Regions from separate parts of the Mus musculus genome. Here all the other regions are linked to region 4. A link is a contact called in public capture Hi-C and promoter capture Hi-C data. All regions are on one chromosome and are shown on one strand. Each heading gives the region's core, a stretch centred on a gene start, on an enhancer-like site or on the middle of the called end of the contact. The rest is flanking DNA. Distances are from core to core; before and after follow the strand shown.

The links. Promoter capture Hi-C pulls out the DNA fragments that hold promoters and counts their contacts. Capture Hi-C pulls out chosen DNA fragments and counts their contacts.
Region 1: a promoter capture Hi-C map of liver shows a contact between it and region 4. The contact joins the promoter of P2ry10 here to the promoter of Itm2a in region 4. A contact is called at or near these places in 6 of 39 promoter capture datasets (cranial neural crest, embryonic stem cells, hippocampal neurons and 3 more), 1 of 115 datasets of contacts at active chromatin or transcription factors (memory CD8 T cells) and 3 of 9 other capture datasets (adipose tissue, liver and macrophages).
Region 2: a contact with region 4 is called in a promoter capture Hi-C map of the HPC-7 cell line, with 2.4 times the contacts expected there. The contact joins the enhancer-like site here to the promoter of Itm2a in region 4. A contact is called at or near these places in 5 of 39 promoter capture datasets (the C10 cell line, the HPC-7 cell line, liver and 2 more).
Region 3: a contact with region 4 is called in a capture Hi-C map of macrophages, with 5 times the contacts expected there. The contact joins the promoter of Lpar4 here to the promoter of Itm2a in region 4. A contact is called at or near these places in 9 of 39 promoter capture datasets (the C10 cell line, the HPC-7 cell line, cranial neural crest and 5 more), 1 of 484 Hi-C or Micro-C datasets (myocytes), 3 of 115 datasets of contacts at active chromatin or transcription factors (craniofacial prominence, embryonic stem cells and stem cell-derived neural progenitor cells) and 3 of 9 other capture datasets (adipose tissue, liver and macrophages).

The regions. Positions count from the first base shown.
Region 1 is chrX:107,087,722-107,091,476 of GRCm38.p6, forward strand. P2ry10 (purinergic receptor P2Y, G-protein coupled 10) reads left to right here and starts at 1,612. Exons shown (of 3, transcript NM_172435.4): 1 at 1,612-1,706; 2 at 1,837-2,011.
Region 2 is chrX:107,037,950-107,041,210 of GRCm38.p6, forward strand. No RefSeq gene overlaps it. Among named protein-coding and RNA genes, the nearest start is that of P2ry10, 50 kb to the right of the region's middle. Within about 2 kb of position 1,377, at least 5 of the 459 cell types and tissues checked have an H3K27ac peak or open chromatin away from gene starts, as enhancers often do. A contact at or near this core is called in the HPC-7 cell line, where this site is marked.
Region 3 is chrX:106,918,808-106,922,555 of GRCm38.p6, forward strand. Lpar4 (lysophosphatidic acid receptor 4) reads left to right here and starts at 1,818. Exons shown (of 3, transcript NM_175271.4): 1 at 1,818-2,182.
Region 4 is chrX:107,401,483-107,404,752 of GRCm38.p6, forward strand. It overlaps Itm2a (integral membrane protein 2A), which reads right to left and starts at 1,878. Exons shown (of 6, transcript NM_008409.2): 1 at 1,624-1,878. The coding sequence starts at 1,734.

The DNA of each region.
Region 1 (3,755 bases), core at 362-2,861, 310 kb before region 4:
CGAAATGAATGTGGTATGTGGTGACACTGGTCACTTGTCAGGAAAGGATTTCTTTCTCCTTCTATCCCAGGCTTTGGCCTCAAAGTTCAGCAGATCTTGAAGTACATATGTATTTTTCAGAGAAGGATAATACCTTAGAAAACTGGCTCACAATGCTCATACTCGCAAGGGACAGATTTGCAACAGGACGCCAATTTAATAATTTATAGTACAGAAAAGAACTGCCAAATGGACTGAGATGTGTGTTGGCCTGTCAGCTTAGTCTCTTTTCAGTAAGGATGCCAAATCAAAAAACGAAATTAACAACAGATTGGAGCTGGATAAATCTATGCAATCCGAATTAAGAAGAGGACTGCAAGGTCAAGCTTGTTTCATTACATAGTTCAGCCAGGAAGAATACCCTATTTTGTTGCCAATCCTCACAAGTCATGGTCCTATCATCAATCAGCCCAGACTCTTAGTTTCTAATGCTAAAATCATTTCTTTTCCATCCCTCAACGCCCCTGTGACTTTTTATTGGACATCCCTGAGTGCTGGGCCTAGCTCCACCTAGATCTCTAACGGTTCTGCTTTTCTAAGATGCATTCGTTGCAAAATGAGCTGTTGCAGTTCCAGGTTGCCCTCCTACAAAAACGTGGTCTACTATTTCCTTCTTTCACCAGTCTTATCTGTGAATCAAAATGCTACTCTTTGACCTAACCCACAAGTATTTATGTTTTTCTTCCTTACTATGGTTATTACCCAGAAAGTTTGTTGCAGCTGCAGGCTGCAAAGTCTAAGTGTGGTTCTTTCACATGCCTGTAGAGGTTTGTACTACTTTGTAAGTAAGCCTTGTTTCTGAGATTTTTTTCTGAAACTTAGCTGAAAGTGTTGTTTCTATGTGTGTAGTATTTACTTGCGTATTTCTGACAATTCCATAGACATTGTGAAGAATCATTGTGAAGACTCCTATTACACTAGAGGCAGATCTGTGATCAATCACACTTTTCTTTTACTTACATGTACATTCCTTGAGAATTCATTTATTCACCCACTTGCACACTTTTCACTTAAACATTTGTGAAAATACTTTATGTACAGTACAAAAATAATCTAGACATAGCCTTTGCTCTCAGTATGATGTAGTTTTCAGTATAGCAAAGGCACAATAAATAAACAAAACAAGTTAAGTACACATTAAAATGTGAATCTAGAAATGGACTGATAGAGATGAGGATGATCTAGATTGAGTGGAAAGTTTAAACTGAGAGAGTCCCATTGTTAGTTTTGATATGTATTTTGAAGTTTGCCTCCCAAAATTCAAAGAGCAGCAGCTTCCCAGGTCTTAGGTAAATTTTCTTTATATTTGGCTTAGAAGTCTTATCTTGGCCCCAAACCTACTGGATTTAGTAAGAAAAACATTCGAGTTGTGGTAGAAGGAAATAAGGTAGGTAACAGTTAAGAAGACAAGGACGTATTAGCTGTTTGTACAGCACAAACGAAATAAAGAAGAAATCACACTTGATTAACGTCATCTGCTCAAGGGACTTACCTACGTTCTGTGCAAGCAAGGTTTCTGTGGTGAGACATTAATGTGCTCTACTTCCTCTTTCAACATTATTTTTCTTTCAGTTATCAGCAGGATATGTGCTTGCTGCCCAGAGTTGTACCTTTTTACTCTCATCTCTTTGCAAATATACAAGACTCTATCCCAGCTCAGCATCAGGGTAAGTTCTAGCCCAGCACCTGTAACTTTGTGGTTCTGTTTGGGAGGATTGGTGGAGAAAGAAAGATCTGGACTGGGGCAGATGTGAAGGCCGTGTTTTGAATAAAATGGTCTTTGGTTTCCCATCTCAGGATTGTTACAGAGGGAAGAAATGTGATTGTCTTTCAGTCTAGCCAGAGTTCAAAGTGAAGTATAATGTGATCAGCTTCCACTGTTACAATAGCAGTATGAAGGATGTGATGCAACTCACTGCTTGCTAAAGGGGCTTTCTATACAGTTGACAAGGAGTAGTGGATGCCACAAAAGGTAAGTACAGTGTTGCATTTAGTCTCATTTGGAACAATTTGACATACTTAGTCAATAAAAGAGGATTTGAACTTGTGCTGTGTGTAATTTATCTAGTTACATACAAAAAATAATCTAGGTTTGAGCTCTTAATGGTAATCTTAGCTTACAGAGATACTGGGACAAATAGTATTTTTTTTTTTCTCTAGCATGAAGGAAGACAGTCTGATGATTTATTTTGGAGCTAAAAGGTCTATACAGATAAAAATTCCTTATGATACAGTCAAATTATCTGAGACAGTGAGATGAAGCCACTTAAGAACATTCAGGTAATTAGTGGCAGAATTACAGCTATGAACTGTGTCTTAAAACACATGTTCATTTTTCCTTACAGAAGACTGTGTCTTTCAGTAGTATAAAACTACCTATGACCCGTTTGATTGTCAAAGTTTGTTCAGAGGTATTCCTTGATTCATTGTTGTTCTAACTTCAATGCTTAGAGATAGCAGAGTTCAAATGTGAGACACTTATCTTTTCAGTGAATGCACTTTAGAGTGGAGCTAGCAGTAGTGAGTCAAAAACCAGCTTCTCTAGGGATTTCTTCATGGCAGACTGTGTGCTTGGATAATCCCAGAATTAGTCTACATACAATGATGCCGACTTTGCTCAGCTTCTCAAGAGAAGAGAGTCTCGATTTTTAGAATTCTTCAAGTGGGGATATTTTTGTTTTGCTTGTTTAAATAAATGCAGGGAGTCATTGTTATAGTTACTAATTAGAGAATTTATGCAAAACTAAAATACAGGGTACATGGGTAGGCGTTATGCAAATATACTTAGGGTTTCTAATTGTCTAAACTATACGGATTATCTAGGCCATAAATTTAGGACAGTTGCTTTTTATAATGTTTTTTGCTGAATCCAATTGCTTCTTTGGTCAAACACAGTTCTTTTTAGGGCCTAATTGAAAAAGTTGTTCGGTTTGAACTGTATGGACTATTAAATCCAAGTAGTGAAAGAACAAAGAACTCCAAGTGAATAAGCACAGTTTTGGGGGAAGTTTTGGGGTGGTACTTGGTGGCTGTGTTTGAGATAAATAACTTGGGGTTCTATGATGCTCTTGCCATGGTTCTAACAAAGAACACAGATATGTTTGCTGTGAAACTACAGTATGGACAATTTTCCACAATCAGGGCAATGGTTGGGTGGGGAGTTCTACAGTGTACTTTAATTAAATTATCCCAAAATTTTACTTGAAGTTCATATCAGGATTTGAAAGACATTAGTTCTTTCAAGAAACAAACAAACAAAAAATTAATGAAAGCTTGCTGTTGTAAAGAACCAATCCTGGACTTAGAACAATCTACTCATTGCATTGGTACTTTGTAACTATAGTGTATGTTGTCACCAAGAAGAATGTGGACATATATACTTTTAGCACTTTTATTAGAACAATGATTTTGCTTTTTTTTTAAAAACACATCTCTGGTTCTTTTTCTTTTTCATTTTTTCTAAGACAACTACCCCTACTATCAAGGAAAATAGAAGTAATTTTTATATACATGTTTGCTAAGTTGTGCTGGTTTCTTAATGACAAGAGCTTTAAAAGAGAAGGAGAGTTGAGAGGATGAGGAGGAGAGGATGAGGAGCCATCGAGCTTGTACTTAGGGAATGAATAGAGCTTCATTCCAGAACTGACTTTCCATCCTGAGCCCATTGCTTAATCGTTTTGGGAAATGGGATTACTTATTTTGAGTGCTAGTATCCT
Region 2 (3,261 bases), core at 127-2,626, 360 kb before region 4:
TGGGCTTTTATAGAATACCAATTTGGGATTAGAAAACTATACTTTTTGGAGATATAAATGCAAGAGCACTTAGTTTATAATGAATCTTTATTGTTATAACAATTTTAGGGTTTTGGCATGACCAGTTTCCTAAGCATATTTGATCATATTTGAAGTACTCAAATAGGACCATATCACATAGTAATAAAAGGGATATGTAGGATGGAGTAAGAAGGGAGCTAGATCTTTCACGAAACTTTCAGTGTTTTATTGGATAAACTAGAATTCTGGTTATCTGTTTTTTTGTATCACCCCAACAAAAGAGGAAGTATTTTTTTCTTTTTTGAGATTTATTCTCATTTAAATTTTTTTATGTGCGTGAGTGTTTTGCCTGCATGCATATCTGGGTATTATTTTCATTCAGTTACTTGGAGGCCAGAATAGGGTACAGTATTCCCTGGAATTGGAGTTGTAGATGGTTTTTAGCTGCCATGTGGATCCTGGAATCAAACCTGAATCTTCTGGAAGAGCAGACAGTGTTCTTAACTGCAGAGACATCTCAGCAATTTTTTTCCCTCCTAATTCCAGTTTCTATATAATTGGATAGTGGCTAGATTTGAATGTATTAATAGGTGTAAAGTATGTAAAATCCTTGATGTTCTGGAATTCGTAAGTGGTTTCAATGAATTAGGTTTCTACTACTTATATACTATAATGATTTCATATTGCTTCAGTTGTCTCAGACTAAGTTCAAAATAACAAGGCATCATTTCATTGAATATTTGCTTATTTCTGTGTTTATAAACACTTGATTGAGGATTTTATAAAAGTTGAATTTCTGTGTTAGTGGCTATATGGCTTAAAAATGCTTCTAGACATTGTTTAATTATCCTTCAAAACAATGAGTATAGATAATTCCCCCACTTCCTCACGAATATTAAATATTATCAATAGATATTTGCTGGTTTTTAAGTTTTTTTTCTTCATGAAATACACCAACTTCTCTAGGAAGATGTTTGTTGAAGACTTGGGAAGACATCAAATAGTGATGGCTCTTTGTTAACAATGTGACTAATTCTGAAACCTACATGGTCCTATTTTTTAGGTGATAGCTTTGGTACATATAAATATTTCTGGGTTAGAAAACTTGCTTCTCTGTTGAATGACATTTTCATACCCTCAAAACCTTACCCTTTCTGTGACTTTCAAAAATTCTGGATAAATGTAAAATGTTCTATATTTTGTTCACCAAACTTCTTTTCCATAAGAGTGATGAGGTAAATGATTGAATTAGAGAAAAACAATATGATGTTGCCAGATTCTATGGTAACTTCTTGAATCAGTATGCACATTTTCCCCCATGAGAATCTGCTGTAAGTTACTACACAGCTGCAAGAGATCTGATCAAGGAAAAGGACCAAGGATGACTTCAGCAAAAGCATTACTGGCTTCCTGTTTCTGTATACTCTAAAATATCATTACACTGAAATGCAAAGAGCAAGGGAAAACACTTGGAATAAATCTGAATCTATATTTGACAAGTCAGGCTGATTTTTGGAAGGTTATTCACTTAGCAATTGAATTGTTTATTCTTGTTTATTTTATTTTATTGTTGCTAAGATGACTTGATCAGATCAACTGTACTGGGATCTATACATTTTTCTTCAACCAAGGAAGAAAAGGAAGACTTTCATAGGACTTAATCTAATTATGTTTTTAATGCATTGTGCTGATCTAATATTTTCATTAAAGATCAGTGAAGCATGTAACAATACCTGACTGCAGTGTCTTGTTTTTCTCTATTTCAAAAGCATTCACTTCACATGTATTCTTGCCCTTGGTTCTTGCAAAAATCCTCTGAGGCAAGGATTTTTATCTACATTTTACAGCAGGGCCGGAACTGAAGCCCAGCTTATTTATCTCTTGCTCTTTCCTCTTGACAGATAGAGGAAATCGCTCATGAATAGAGGTATGACAGTTGCTTTAAGAATATAAAAACAGGCTTAAAATAATTTGACTAAAAAATAGAAAAGAATCATAGAATTTTTAAAGATGATTTTGAGAACTCAAACATTTTAATAGTTTCATTTGTATTTGATTCACACCAGAATTTTCCACTAAATTGGATTTATTGTAACAACATAGGTGGACATTTAATTTAAAAAGTAAAGAATATCATTAGAGGCAAAGACATACTTATATTGCTAAGATGTCTTGTTCAAATCGTGTGTGTGTGTGTATGTATCTTAAATCTTGATGACCATGAGATTCTATTCAATTCAGTTTAATTCAACAATGTGACTGAGCCTTTTTACATATACATAGATAACATACACATTTATATGTCATATAACACACACACACACACACACACACACACACACACACACACACACGACTTATACTTGCTATCCAGAGGTTGAAGGGGCACATTAGATGAGACAAATAGACAGAAATACAAACCCCAGCATAATGTAAATGACTACACTTTCTGGGTGTTCAAAAAGCATAATGATCTTCTCCAACAAAGTAAGAAAGACGTGAACTTTGAACAATACTTGGACAGAAAATTGGGTAAAAATTTAACTGGCAGCAGTGGAACTGGAGTTTATGGAGATGAATTGATTTATACAAAGGCTTGGAGATCAGACATTCTACTGTGTTTGGAGATTGAGATGATTAGTTTACTTGAAGTACAGTACAAATTGGGGGCAGAGAAGTAAGGCATTGAGATCTCAGTAAGAGTGTACCACAGAACTAGTGCATTTTTATGGGTCACTGAAGGTTTCAATCAAGATAGTAGACGTGATTACAGCTAACAATTAAGGAGAGGAAGATGAGAGCTCTGTGTAGGACATGTAGCCACGTGAAAAATAGTGACACCATTGTAGTACTTGAGCTGTGACAGAAAAATGGCACAAAATATGGAGTTAATGAATACTTTTGGGTAATGTCATTGTTGTTTTCCTTGTTTAATTGAATATCTGATGAGTTGTGACAGATTATGACTCACAAAGTAAAACCAAAGCAACTAAATAAAAATAAAATAAAATAAAACAAAACAAAACATAGTTTTGCATCTAGAGCATTAATTTTGATATCACCATACATTCCCAATAAAACATTTTGGGATTTCTGAATTGTGTGAATCTAGGGACTACAGATACTATTATAATTTTCTTCTCATTTTCTGTGGGTAATATAAATTGCACTTTACCTTCCATTCAGGAAGTCCTGAGTTCAACTCGAAGGATGAAAATATAAATAAAATAACTTCTGAAG
Region 3 (3,748 bases), core at 568-3,067, 480 kb before region 4:
GCTATTGCACCTAGTGCTTCAAAAGCTTGTTTCCGGAAAGGTTCTTCTCCTTACCTTTCTTTTCTTTTTACAACCAAGCTCCTTATCTCTGGTCACTCCTCATTTTCTCCATTTAACCATTTCTCACAAAGAGCCTGGAAAGTTGCCCCTTTTCATGTTTGTGTTACTTAAGCTCTGGGTGACCCTAAAACTCGATTCAAACCTCACATTATCTAGGAAGTACTTTTGGCACTCACTCGGGTGCTTTATTTTCATTCCCTGAACTATGGCAGAACTCACACTTCTTGTAACTACTTTAATAGTTTTTGTTTTTGAAATCACTTTGGTATCTCACTACTCTGTATGTCTTTTTGCCTTCAAGTAGAGTATGAAGTTCTGCAGAAGAGTGATTTCATCTTTAACTTTTTTTTTAGCCTATCACAAGCTGCTCTAGGCCCAAAGTAAATGAGAAGGAAGACAACCAGTGAAGATATAGAAATAAGTTAACCTGAGGCAGCCAGCAAGAAACAGAAAACAGGGATGTGGAAGAGGAAGCTGTAGAAAAGAGATTTTTTTCCAGAGTCAGTAAGGCTAGTGTCAACTTCACAATGACCTGTTACAGATGGTTAGTAAGGGAAGCTCCAAAACAGGTCTGAAGGGAACGTGAAGATAAGCATGGTACACATTTTATTTGGGATGTAGCTTAACTATGTAGATTGAAGTTATGAAGCAGCAGATGGAGGTTCTCCCATTCATCTGGGGGCCATGGTTCTGCCCAGAAAAAGGGAAGCAACGAATCCCTGCCAAGGGGTTTCATTCCTAAGAAGGGGCAGGACGTTGCTGTTGGTGGTGGTATTGGCAGTGTTTGGAGGTAGAGGAGAAAGGGATGGGCAAGGGGAGGAGTTTCTGGTAGTAGGGAAAGGCTAGCAATGGCTGTTACAAAAGGGAAGTTTCCACAACAAACTCAGACCAGGGAGAGGGAGGAGAAGAAAGAAAACTGGAGGCCAAGGGGGAAGCAGTGTGGTTGACCAAGGCAGTCCAGTCTACCTATAAGGTTCAGAGCTTGTCTAGGGCAAACGTGGGGTAGAGTAGAAGGTAACAGCTCTCTATGAACAAATTGCATCTGAACTATTTACTTTTAGTAAACCTCCGAAAATTTCATGGCAATTACACTTCCTGCCATGCAGTTATTTAAGAGAAATGGCTTTCCTTCTGCTACTGAGCTTTGCGTGGATCATGTAAGGCGAGTGTTATAGCTCTGGGCAACTTCACTAGGACAGTCTGAAGGCATTTTTTTTTTTCTGGCTTAAGTAAGTGACTATGGTATTGAATTGAATTTTGTTTTGGAGAGTGACAGAAATTCAATTATGCAAACTGTGATAACCATGCATTTCCAGTTGTTTTTTTTTTTTTTTTTTTTTTTTTTGCCTTTCCCCCTGCCCTCTCCTTAATTCTTACTAATAGTTTTTGTGATTGTTTTAAAAAAAAAAACTTAGGAGCAAACAGGGCTGCTCCTCCCAGTTTGGAGTTTTGTCTCCTCCTCCTTCTCATTAGAATTGTAAGAGGGTAGCGGTCCTGCTGCAAAGACAGGCAGACAAGCTTTCTCTGTGAATTAATTGGTCAGGAAAGACACTTTTTATATTGTCAAGTGGCACTTAAGCCACTAATTCTTGACTGTGAAACTGCTTTTCCTGGGCAATGCTCTTTAAGGAAAAACTTCTTCAGTCCAGCGATTGGTGGTGACTAAGGGAACTATGAAGCACAGGGGATTGGGCGGGATCACGGCTCCTAATAATGCCTCCTTATCCAATGAAAAGCATTTCCTATTGAGACCCCCAAGAGTTCCCCCGGCGGCCCTCGGCTCCAGCAAGACTTTGGGCCTTTTCTTGTGTCCTGTTTGTTAAAGGCATGCGGGCTCCAGCATTAAAGAGGGCTAGTCCTTAACAAAGGGAAAGCGATAAATGTAAATAAGCTCACATTTTCAGAATGAGCGGTTTGCAGTAAGGAGCTGCGGCAGCCCAGAGTCTGCTCTTTTTGGGCTGGGCTAACCTTTCCCTGTTTTTTGTTTTTTGTTTTGTTTTGTTTTTGTTTTTTATGGATAAAAATATGCGCTTCCGAAGTGCGAGTTGCCAGTTTACACGTTTATTAGCTAACTATCTACAGGCATGAGCACATTCTCTCATCTAGCACACTCTTTCTTGGGGTAAGTCTCTTTGAGAAAGATTTGATTTTGGCGTTTGGGGGTGGGGGATGGTGTAAGAAACTTCAATCGAAACGCTGATGCTTTGAGTGTTTGGGGAAAGAAGTTAGACTTCAGCTCTGAAGTACTGAACAAGGATCATCGTGTTGAATGGTAAAAAAAAAAAAAAAAAAAAAAAAAACACAAGAATTTCTATTGTTTTGGCAGTAAATACTGTTTCAGTGGGAGAGAGACAGGATTTTCAGGCTGTTGTTTCATGTAAACACAGTCCTAAAGAGCTGATTCAAAATCACAGGGTAGAATAAGTTAGAAAGTCTTTTGGCTAGCATTATATTTCTTTGGTTTACAAAAGATTGTGAGCTAACGTGGCTTTTATTATGATGAGGTTTCTTCTAGTAAAACTATACACTACATGCCTTTGATGCTTAATTGATTTATGGAGAATGTGACATTTGCTATATTGAATAATTCATGAACTGCCCATAAAGGAGGAATCATGTTTGAATGAAAACTGAATTCTAGCATAAATAGAATTTTCTATTACTTGTGAAATTACTTGCTATTTGCCATGTAAATGCAACACAATGTGACATGTCTAAAATTCTCTTGCATATTATAAATATTTTAAATATTTTTAGTGAAAAAGACTTGTTGAATTAATTAGTATTGTATGCTAGGTAATTTCTGTTTGGGAAGCAAATACAGCATTGTAATTTATCATGATTTTTGTGGGGGGAGAAGACCAGAGAAATTGAAAAAATTTGAGTATGTCAAAAAGCTTGATAATGTTATTCACTTTGCTGCTTTACCAAATAATGCATCTTTCTTTTCCTTGACTAGCATAAAAGCTTCAATAGTAACTTATAATCAAAGTTATCCAGTGGCTTTTTCACATGTTTATTTTTTCAGAGCAAACTCCCAACAGCTTGCCCCAACAAAAATAGATTATAAATCCTTTTGCCTTGTTGCAAATGAGAAGTTGCACTCTTGCAAAGGATGAGCTCAGCTGATAAACCTCATGGCTCCTACATTCTGAAGCACCTCCTGGCTGCCAATCAGAGATGTGAATGAAAGCCCTTTTGGAACAACCAGGGCAGCCTTTCAGAATGTGTATTCTCTAAGTTAAAGGGAGGACTGGGAAGATGCCTTATAGCACCACTCAAGCCAGGCTTAGACAAAGTTTAATCTATTCAATTCCCTTTGTGGGAGAAAATGCACTGAAGTTTGTTGCTCTTGCTGTGATTTGGTCACTGTCTTTTATTCTCTGTCTGTCAACATATACAGTCTGTTCTTGGCCCTCTGGAGTGGGAACTAAAAAAACCCTTATAATTGTCAATATTGGTACTAAAAATTGGGAACTTCATAAAAGGCCACTCAGCTCTGAGAATCCATTTTCAGCTTTTAGGGGATAAACAACTGATAAGAACAGTGAATAGTCTATTGTGCAGAGTTCTATTCTGGGGTAGGCTGTTGACCCCACACTTTGAGGGCAAGGTGTTCAGGTAGGGGGGACTAAAGAGCTGAGACCTCCACAATTAAAGTTGATATTGAATAGGCAATTCAGAGGAC
Region 4 (3,270 bases), core at 628-3,127:
CTAATTTCTTTTTGAAGTGTATTTTAAAAGTTACTGTATATCACTTGCCAATATCAGTCCAATGTGTTCATTCTCTGTTGATCAGACCTAATCCATATATCGCAAAGTAATGTGTCATGTTTTACTGACAAAGGGGGCCAGGACAGGATTCTATTGCCGCTTCTCTGAAACCTAACAAAAAATATAATCAAGTGAAAGGTTTGTTTTTATTTAGTCCCCATCACACCACAGGACTGGCAGAAGTATTACATATTAATTGAATCTTTCTACAAGTCATGAAGTTTTTGGTGGCGAGGGGAAAAAAGGATTACTGTGTGGCTATTTTTAACAACTGGCATCTCCTTAGACCTCCCCTCAAATCTGGCCGTGTTTCATTTACAAAGTTAGTAGGAAGACAACTACATATTTTTGACCTTGTGTCATTTAATTAAAACCTCAACAATGCAAGGGGGGTGTTACTTTTGAGTTCTAAAATGTGTGATACACAAAAGCTAGTTTGATTGCAGTTAAATATCGGAAGTTTCCATGATGAAAGTTCTGCGGCAGCGCACATTGGCATTCCAAATTGTATGCATAATTATGTTTTACTATATGCATTCAGATGTCACTCAAAGCACTTTTCAAATATCCAGTCTGAACCTAGAAGAGAAAACTCTCTAAAGACACCAGGACAAGTTAAGGCAGATCGAGCTCCAGTACTGCAGATTCCACAGAAGTAGAAGAAAATATTATCACTTTTTCAAACTAAGATTTAACTGAGGAAAAAGAGTTTATCGACACTACAAACATGGTTGGCATTAAAAGGAAATATAAATTTGTCTAGATGAACAACCTAGGAAGAGAGAACTTCTCCAGTGCCTGGAAAATGAATTGTTTAAATAGCAACATGGATATGCTTCACATGGCTATATGAGGGATATTGCTAAAAAAATAATAAAAAGTAAAAAATAATAACAACCAAAACAATAAGATCTCAAATTTTATTTTTAAACGTGATTTATCAAGAATTAAAACCAATATATGTTTTAATAGCTCCATTATCTAACCCTTAACACTAACTAAAATTGTGTGTGTGGGGGGGTGGTGTGCGCGCGCGCGTGCACAGACACACACGCGCGCGCGCGCGCGCTCATGCGCGTGCAGAAACACACTTTCCCCAGAACATACAGTTTGGAGTTCAGGCTGCCCCTTGCCTCCATTCAACCGCCACAAAAGCAGTCCTACAAAGACAGAGATTCATATAACTTTACCCATGTCAAAAATAAAGAACAGTTAAGTCTCTTGCCCTTGTTCACTCCGTGTGGCTGCTCGGCCCCTGTAGCTATAATTGCTTCTCTGGATAATTCCATAACCCATTTCTCAGAACAAATGACATGCAGGAATTTCTTCAAACTCCTTCCAACAACTTCCCTGGGGTAGGTGGTGTTAAGCGATAGAATCGCATGGATGCAGAGGGAATAAGTTGAAGCAGAGTAAAAGGTGACCCACTCAACTCAATGCAGATTGGCCTGCCTGGAACTCCGCTGCAGGGCAGCCAACAGTTTACTCTCTGCACCTGCATATTCCCCCTTTTCTCTCCATCCCCAAACCCCAGAAGACAGAGGTGGGCCCAGTGGGAACTACCTTGCCAGTCAGGATTTGAGCTCGGACAGTGCGACTGACGAGCGCCTCTACATCTTGCCGCGCCTCCTCCTTTTGCACCGCCGTAGGGGTGTTGAAGGCGATCTTCACCATGGTGAATCTTCGGGCTGCGCGGTAAGGCGCGGCTCGAATCAGTATCTTGGGCTGCAGGTTGAAAGAGGAGAGGATCGCGCTTGCTTGAGCAGCACTTAGTGTCTCCTCTCCCAGTCTTCCACAGGCAGCAGCGAGCTCAGGTCTGGGCTTACTTATGACGCAGTCCCAGGCTGGGTGGGAGAGGGTGGGCGGGGCCAGGGAGGTGCTGAGGGAGGAGCGGGAGGGGGCCCGAGCTCTGCAGTGCAACCGAGTGGGGGTGGGTAGCTGCTTAGTTGGAAAGAGAGGGGAACTGGAGCTGATGGCCGGCTTAGGGTAGACATGCCTCACCTGCACCCCAGGCATGCTCCTACTGCCTTCTGCACCCTCAGATAAGAGCAAGGCAGGAAGGAAGCTTGCCTGTCGTGTCTTTCTGCTTCTGTCTGGACCACAATAGCCCCTGACTCTGTTTTCCCAAACTTGGGCCTGGCCCCCCGCGGGGCCAGGGACTGTAACTTGGAGCCAACCCAAGGTTTCTGAGTTCTGCAACCCACCCAGGCCAGAAAGCACAGTTCCCTGACTGTTCTACACCTTTAGACTATCTTCCGTTTAAAGAACACCCAGAAGTCAGTTTGTAGTTGCTTGTTTCATAGTCCAACATTGTTTTTCCTTTCATGCTTTTTGTTTTCTTTTATAATTTTATTTTTCCAACTTAAAGCAATGTTAGATGAGGAAGACGGGGCTTTTGTCTCCCTAACTCCTCATTTTGCAGACAGGACATGATAAGATCCAGAGAAGGGAGGGTAGAAAGCTCTTTCCTAATGAATCAGTGAAATAACCCAGATTTCTTTCTCCCTGATCGGGATAGCCAGAGTAAGGTCTCAGCCCAGAGCCTGTTTCTCTTCAGCCACCAGCTGTGTAACCAGCGGGGGGTGGGTAGGGGGAAGCAGGGGTGTGTGTACCTATGTGTTCAGGGATGTAGGGCATACACAATATAACCAGATGCTGGTGTGGCTCTCATAGGAAAACTATCTGACGGACTGGCTTACAAAGCATTGTGAAGATTTACATGGATATCCGTCTAGTAGAGTTAAAGTGTTTCTTCAGTCAGCTCTCTTAAACTGGTGACATAAAGAGCCTAACTAATGAAATTCAAGCTGTGGTGGCTGGTGATTTAGAGTTGGTGGTAGAGAGTTTATAAATAGTCTTGCTACATAAAACAGAATAGAGGTCTGTTGTATGAAGGGAGCAATACAAAACAAAGCCCCAACAAAACAAAACAAAACACCGTTTTACTAGAGAATTCCCCACCTACTCATCAACTTAACTGAACAGACTTGAATATGCTGAGTTGCTTCCCTTCTGTCCAAGAAATTCTAACTTGGAGTTTTTCCCATGGAGATTGTTTTGCCTCTAAAGCCCTCTCCTGTCTTGACTGTGGGGGCTTTGCAAAGACAGAGTTCATATTCTCTGATAGGTCACAGATGGGAAGGTGGATGGAGAGGAACAGTAAGGAGCTTGTGCCTTGCACAGGGTCAGGACCTTAGAAGCAGGATGTCA